2 separate regions of the Pan troglodytes genome follow, and region 1 is linked to region 2. The links are chromatin contacts, called in public Hi-C maps. All regions are on one chromosome and are shown on one strand. The core of a region is the stretch at or near the end of the contact, and the rest is flanking DNA. Distances in the headings are between cores, read along the strand shown.

Region 1 (3,615 bases), core at 952-3,451, 320 kb before region 2:
CCGGGCGCGGTGGCTCAAGCCTGTAATCCCAGCACTTTGGGAGGCCGAGGCAGGCGGATCACGAGGTCAGGAGATCAAGACCATCCTGGCTAACGCGGTGAAACCCCGTCTCTACTAAAAATACAAAAGATTAGCGGGCGCCTGTAGTCCCAGCTACTTGGGAGGCTGAGGCAGGAGAATGGCGTGAACCCGGGAGGCGGAGCTTGCAGTGAGCCGAGATCGCGCCACTGCACTCCAGCCTGGGCGACAGAGCGAGACTGTCTCAAAAAAGAAAAAAAAAATTCCTTTTGGTCCACTTAATTGGAAAAGTAAGGTCACTGTACATATGTCTTCTGGTACGTGGATTAGCAAGTGCACACTCCAGAATAAATAAACAAAACAAGTCAGAGTGTCCTCCCCCCGCCCCGAGAGCCCAGGTGACAGCTTCCATCTCAAATAATATGTGTTCAGATGCACAGAGGGAAAATCAGACTGGATTAAAAGGAAAACAAACAATAGGAACTGTATCAAGATCCCAGCAGAAGAAATCATTCAACTCAGGTGGTTTAGATGAAGAGAGTTTAATCACAGAGGTGCACAGGGTGAAAGGAGTAACCAGATGATGAAGACCCAGAGAGGAGCAACGGCAGGAAGCTGCTACCTCCCCTAAATCGGAAGAAATGAGAGAGGAAATGGAGCCCGGTGAGGCCTGGAGCCATGGAGAGGCCTCTACCAGAAGCGGGAGTCACATAGTCACTGCCAGAAGCAAGGCTCAAAGCTGGGAGGGAGCATGGGGGACAGGACACCCTGGCATCCTCTGCCCTCCACCCTAATTATCTTTCCTCCTGCCCTCCATTCTCCTGATGGAGCCTGGCACTGATTCTACCTAACAAGAAACCAAGGCAAGGGAGCCAAGGTGATAGGATCCAAGGCTCAGACCAGGGCAGAGAGGAGGTTAGAGCAGGTCCAGGTGTGGTGAAGGAGGGGCATGGCAACTAGTTTCATCTTTGTGCTTTGTCAACACAAAGACTAAACTAGGTCTGGGTGCGGTGGCTCATGCCTGTGATCCCAGCACTTTGGGAGGCTGAGGCGCGGATCACCTGAGGTCAGAAGTTCAGACCAGCTTGGCCAACACATTTTCCACTTATTTTCACCACAAACAGCTGTATTATCAGCATTATTATTTTTGAACTTTGTCAGTCTTGGTAACATAGAAATATTTACTTATAATTCCTTGGTGAAGTAACAGGAGTGTTGCTGTTACCGGAAAGGGGTCTGGATCCAGACCCCAAGCGAGAGTTCTTGAATCTTGTGCAAGAAAGAATTCAGGGTGAGTCCATAAAGTGAAAGCAAGTTTATTGGGAAAGTGAAGGAATAAAAGAATGGCTACTCCATAGGCAGAGCAGCCCCGAGGGCTGCTGGTTGCCCATTTTTATGGTTATTTCTTGATGATATGCTGAACAAGGGGTGGATTATTCATGCGTCCCCTTTTTAGACCTTATCGGGTAACTTCCTGTCGTTGCCATGGCATTTATAAACTGTCATGCGCTGGTGAGAGTGTAGCAGTGAGGATGGCCAGAGGTCACTCTCGCCACCATCTTGGTTTCGGTGGGTTTTAGTCGGCTTCTTTACTGCAACCTGTTTTATCAGCAAGGTCTTTATGACCTGTACCTTGTGCTGACCTCCTGTCTCATCCTGTGACTTAGAATGCCTAACTGCCTGGGAATGTAGCCCAGCAGGTTTCAGCCTTATTTCACCCAGCCCCTCTTCAAGATGGAGTTGCTCTGGTTCAAAAGCCTCTGACACTATTGTTCTCAGCTTTTCAGTTGTCCTTACCAAGCTTTCTTTCAGAGGCCTCTCTCTCAAGACACCCTTGTATCTTGTGACGTGAAATAGGAGAGAAAGTGGAAGAAGCTGGGTGGAGAAAATGAAGGCAGGAGCCCTTCTTCTTACCAACAGAACAACTGTGGTTTAAAAAAAAGGAAATGGAATGAGAACTATGGAGGGAATTTTGCAGATAGGTTCTTAGGCTCTCTGGGACTAATGACATGGAGTGAAGGAAAATGTTTGGTCTTAGAGATGGTAAACAGGTGACTTACACAGAACAAAGAGATGTGATAAAAGAGGAAATGTTAAGGAATTTGAATTGAGTACTGACAAAGACTGTTACTGTTGTCCTTATGCATTGGGCAAAGTGGGCTGCAGAATTGCTCGACCTTCTAGGTGAAGTTAATGTTGGCCGCTAGGTGGCAATCACATGTCTTCAATAACCGAAGACATCGCAGGCCTGAGTAACTGGCCTTCCTGGTGAGTTTCATCAGTCCATCCACTGTCAGAGAATTATAGTTTCAAAGTCTGCTTGGATGCATTTTAATATTAAATCAACTTGTGAGTGCTCATTATGATTCGTCAAAATCATGGCCCCAAGCAGCTACTGTTTTCAAAGTAAGTGATGTGTGGTTTTCCTTCCACTGTTTGGGTGTTTACACTTAGAGCTTCCTCCTACTTCTTCTCCTTAGGAACTTGACACTATTTCTGCCATAGAAATGATATTCCAGGCAACTATTTCTTACAAAAAGAATAAATAGAACAGGTCTTGGGTCTGAAACAATTGGCCAGCTGAGATTTTGTTTTGTATTCATTTGGTTTTCCTGCTTGGTAGATTTAAACAAAGCTTTCCAACATTTTACTTTCGAAGCAAGATTCACACTGAAAAAACCATGTTACAGCACAATGTTGTAGACGCTAATCTATTCTGATGGATGTGTTTTTTATAGGTCTTCTTCATTTGATTTAATATATATTTAAAACTGAGTTTGTCTGCCTGGTGAGAGATGAAGGAAATACAAATATAATCACTTTACAAAATAAATGCCTAAGATGGGGAACACTCAGCATATAGTGTTTATATATATTCACACACCAAGAAATAATCAAATATAATGATGCCAGCATTGATCGTAGATTTTCATAGCCACATATTTCTTGAGTGGTTTGTGCTAGCAAGGGAGACCCAGAGAGTCAGATGCACTCAAGCTTTTGTAATGAGGTGGTGCAGCATCTTCAATCCCCAGGGTATCTCCTATAACTTTCTACAGGATCTGATGCCATGCTAGAGAGTTGCAAAGCTCTGAATAGCTTTACTTACATAGAGTGTTGGGTGTTTTGAGATTTATTTTGGAAGAGAAAGGAGAGAAGTTTCTCTGAGACATAGCAGGTCATATGTGGCTGAGCCTACAGCAAGGCCAATGAAAGTGATTATGAGTCACTCATAGCCTAGGAGTGTGTCCCAACAGATATTTCTGATTTGGCCCCAGGCCACCATCAGACTATGTTGTCTTAAGTTGTCATATCTGGTAACTGCAAAAACAAACCATTTTAGCTATCATATAAGATATTGTCATATAAGTATTGACCTCTTCAAATGAATAATGGTCTCAAGACCTTCAAACAAGAAGTGGTGCTAAGGTTGCATATAAGCATTACATATCGATGAAAACATTGATCACAGACATATTACAGCTGAGTACCAAGAGCTACTGGAGTCACAGCAACATCAGTTCTGGATTATCAATGTTTATGTCCAAAGGGGAGATAAACTGTTGACAGGGTAGTAGTCAGGGTAAGTCAATAGTT
Region 2 (3,625 bases), core at 849-3,348:
GCCTAGAAAAACCCTCCATACTGCTTCCTGTATGCAATTTCTGCAAGAGCAATGCTTGCCACCTCAACCTCCGGATGAGGGGAGGGAATGTGAATACACACGGTGGAAACGCACTAGCCACTTAGATTAGTGGGATGCCATTCTAGAGTTAGTGAACAAACCTAAAAGTGTATATACTACAACTAAAGCTTACATTTGGGGGACAGGGTTAACATGACAAGGAAAGAAATACCAAAAAACTTCAAGAGTCCTCAAAGTTCTGGCTGGACGGTGGCTCACACCTGTAATCCCGGCACTTTGGGAGGCTGAGGCAGGCAGATCACCTGAGGTCAGGAGTTCGAGACCAGCCTGGCCAACACAGTGAAACCCTGTCTCTACTAAAAATACAAAAACTAGACAGACAGTAGTGGCACACATCTGTAATCCCAGCTACTCGGGAGGCTGAGGCAGCAGAATTGCTTGAACCCGGGAGGCAGAGGTTGCACTGAGCCAAGATCACACCACTGCACTCCAACCTGGGCCACAGAGTGAGACTCTGTCTCAAAAAAAGAAAAAAAATAGTCGCCAAAGTTATTTTATTTTGATTTATAATTTTTACAGATGCAGGCAACATGCTTCCGGTCAGAGCTAATGAAATGGAGGCCGAATTAGAGCGTTGGCTTTAGGAATGGGAATTCAGTGCCTGTTCTGGTTCTTCTCTTCACAATTATCAGCAAAAGCAAAGGTTTAGAAAAGAGACATTACCTTTAATATACTTAGAAACAATCTCACAGCCATTTCCTAGAATGAAAGAACATTAAAACCTTTCAATTTGATGACCAACTTAACAAGGGGTAAAAGAAATAAATGTTGGAGAACAGGAAACAGGTTCTTCCTTTTTACTCCCATACATGTTAAATACTGTTCATAGAGTCACAAAAATCGTTTACCCCTTACAGAAACCTGGAACCAGAAGGCCCTTCAGAAAGCAAGTGGTACAAAAACCTTCACCGTATAGGCAAGAAAATTGGGACCCACTGGCCGTGACTCGGCCCAGGCTACAGAGTCAAAACCAGAACCTTGACATTCTGAAATCAGGTTCATTGCTGTCATCATTGTTCCATGCTGAGAGTTTTCTTAGGAAAAAGAATAAAGTGGGGGAATCTTTCCAAAATTGTGACTATGGAGCTCGAAAGTACAGATTTAAATCTTGAGTTAACAGACCATACAGGTTTTACTTAAGAGATATTCAAGAAAACTCATTTAAATAACTCCTCCAACCTAACTCCAAAAAGGCTTTCTTGGCAGTCTTGGATCAATGGCAATTAAACTTCCAGCCTAGAGCTGGAAATAACAAACATCAAACGTAAACACCATCTTTCACATTCTCAGTGTTCTCCTTGTCTCTCTACCTAGTCTGCTCTTTTCTGAAAACAACTGGGACACATTCACTCCAACTTGACTTGCCATGGGCCTAGTCTATGATAGGGTTCATAATAACATCCTTCAACATAGCGTTGCAAGAGCTGGCGCTGTTTGTTTGGGTATGGCCACAATTGCCTCTGCACCTTGTGTGTATTACACACACTGTGTATTCCATGCCAACGAAGGGGTAAGATATGGCTGCATTATTTAGGGCTAAGTGCTAAATAAATAATGAACAGCTAACCATTAGCAGATCTAGTAGTCGATTTCTTACCCTACTCTCTTCCTGCAATCAGCTTTCCTAACCATGCCTAGCTCCAATCTTACTGGGTAACACAGACGGTGCCAGCACAGTCAACAGCCATATCTAAGCCTTTCCTCTGGGGTCCATAAAAACAAAACTCCCGAGGAGCTGTGGGGGTGCACCGTGGCCAGGGATCGTCGCCGAATACAGCCCGCACACGTCGCAGCTTTAAATAAGTAGGGCCGTGGGGCCCGGCGCTCCCTTCCATCCTTGGACGGAATGTATCTTCTCTTCCTACGCCTTCACCTCCGAGGGGTAAGGTCTCGTGAGATACAATATGCAGACGCCAATTTTGGGGCGAGCCGGAGGCCGTGCCCGTCTAACCTGCGGTGACGGGAAAGCGGAGGGTAAGGCAAGAGCTGCTGTAGGCGCCAGCCAACAGGGACTCTCCGAACCGGAAGTGCCCCGCGTCGCCATGGCTACAGGCGCTCCCAGCAGAACCCGTAGCGTTCCGTTCCCATGGCAACGGTATTGTCTCCTGGGCCGGACCCGGGTCGCGGAAGGTAACTGGGGACCTCGCAGGCTGTGCAGCTTTCGCGAGGCACCGCTTTGGCGCCCGGACCGAGGTGCGCCAGGGTCAGGAGGCCGACGCAGCGGGAGGAAGCAGCGCAGTCGGGCTCAGGGAGCTGGGAGGCTGGTTCCGGGGCGTGGTTGCCCCGCCTTGAGCCAGGTGCGCCTTGCGCACTCGCGCGTTCTCTTAGAGCCTCCGCGGCAGAGAGGCTCTCAGAGCTCGACCTGCGGAGTCAGGGCTTACAGATTTGCCGCGGAACCACAGCGGGAAAAGAGGAGCGATTCGTCCCTGAGGGGTTCAGGGCGGTGCGGAACGTCATAGGAACAGAGTCCGGGAGTTTGAGAGATCAGAACTCCTTGTTGTGGGCATAGTGTTTAAAGTGGAGGTTAAAGAGAGGAATTAGTGAGTCTCCCTTTCTGATTTTCGGATAATGGATGCTCTGGAGCCTGGATCAGAAAGCCTCTCAGGGCTCGGCGGGAATTAGTGATTCTGGAGGGTGAAAAGAGAGGCGACTTGGTGGATGTTAACATTCAATAAGTAACTGCGTTCGATTTGGATTTGATTTAAGCGACTGGCATAGCCTTCCTTGAGAGTTGAATTTCACAAATACTGTATTTAGAAATCACATTTTTCGTCATGTGCTTCCGAGGTTTCCCCCATCATCTAACAGCAACAACTAAAACAGACACATGAATTTCATTTTATTGTTTTATTTTGAGACGGAGTCTCGCTCTGTCGCCCAGGCTGGAGTGCAGTGGCGCAATCTCCGCCTCCCGGGTTCAAGCGATTCTCCTGCCTCAACCTCCAGAGTAGCTGGAACTACAGGCGTGCACCACCACAGCCGACTATATTTTGTATTTTTAGTAGAGACGGGGTTTCACCCTGTTGGCCAGGCTGGTCTCGAACTCCTGAACTCGGGTGATCCACCCGCCTCGGCTTCCCACAGTGCTGGGATTACAGGCGTGAGCCTCTGTACCCGCCTTGTGACCCCTTTACTAGAATCTGCTATTAATTAGTGAAATGACCCCAGGGGGAAAAAAAAAGGCAGAATTAACCAATACACTGGCTGTGCTTCGTTTACCACTGAGAGTTGGTTGCTTTGCTTAAATCCATCACGCCGTCAGACCTGCAAAAACAATATCTGAGTTAAGTAGGTGACCATAGTTTTGATGACCCAGGAACAGTAAATGTGTTTGCTTTGAGACATAAAGGCCAAGGATTTTGGAGAAGTAGGGTGGAGTTGAAATTAGGGGAAAGAAATTTAACTTAGACATTTAATTTGGCAAATGTCTGTTTTCCAGCAGTCTCCATATCTGAGTATGCGTAGTCTGTGGATTTAGGATGGGTTATATATTCGAGCAGTTTTAGTTTAATGTTAATAGCAAACCAGAGGGGGAAAATAGAAC

The links. Hi-C and Micro-C count contacts between places; a contact is called where the count stands out from the background.
Region 1: a Hi-C map of stem cell-derived neural progenitor cells shows a contact between it and region 2, with 2.4 times the contacts expected there. The contact joins the enhancer-like site here to the promoter of TTC23L in region 2. A contact is called at or near these places in 1 of 7 Hi-C or Micro-C datasets (stem cell-derived neural progenitor cells) and 1 of 1 datasets of contacts at active chromatin or transcription factors (stem cell-derived excitatory neurons).

The regions. Positions count from the first base shown.
Region 1 is chr4:78,264,792-78,268,406 of NHGRI_mPanTro3-v2.0_pri, reverse strand. No RefSeq gene overlaps it. Among named protein-coding and RNA genes, the nearest start is that of RAI14, 130 kb to the right of the region's middle. Within about 2 kb of position 2,201, at least 4 of the 24 cell types and tissues checked have an H3K27ac peak or open chromatin away from gene starts, as enhancers often do. A contact at or near this core is called in stem cell-derived neural progenitor cells, where this site is marked.
Region 2 is chr4:77,949,302-77,952,926 of NHGRI_mPanTro3-v2.0_pri, reverse strand. TTC23L (tetratricopeptide repeat domain 23 like) reads left to right here and starts at 2,098. Exons shown (of 11, transcript XR_001717770.4): 1 at 2,098-2,211.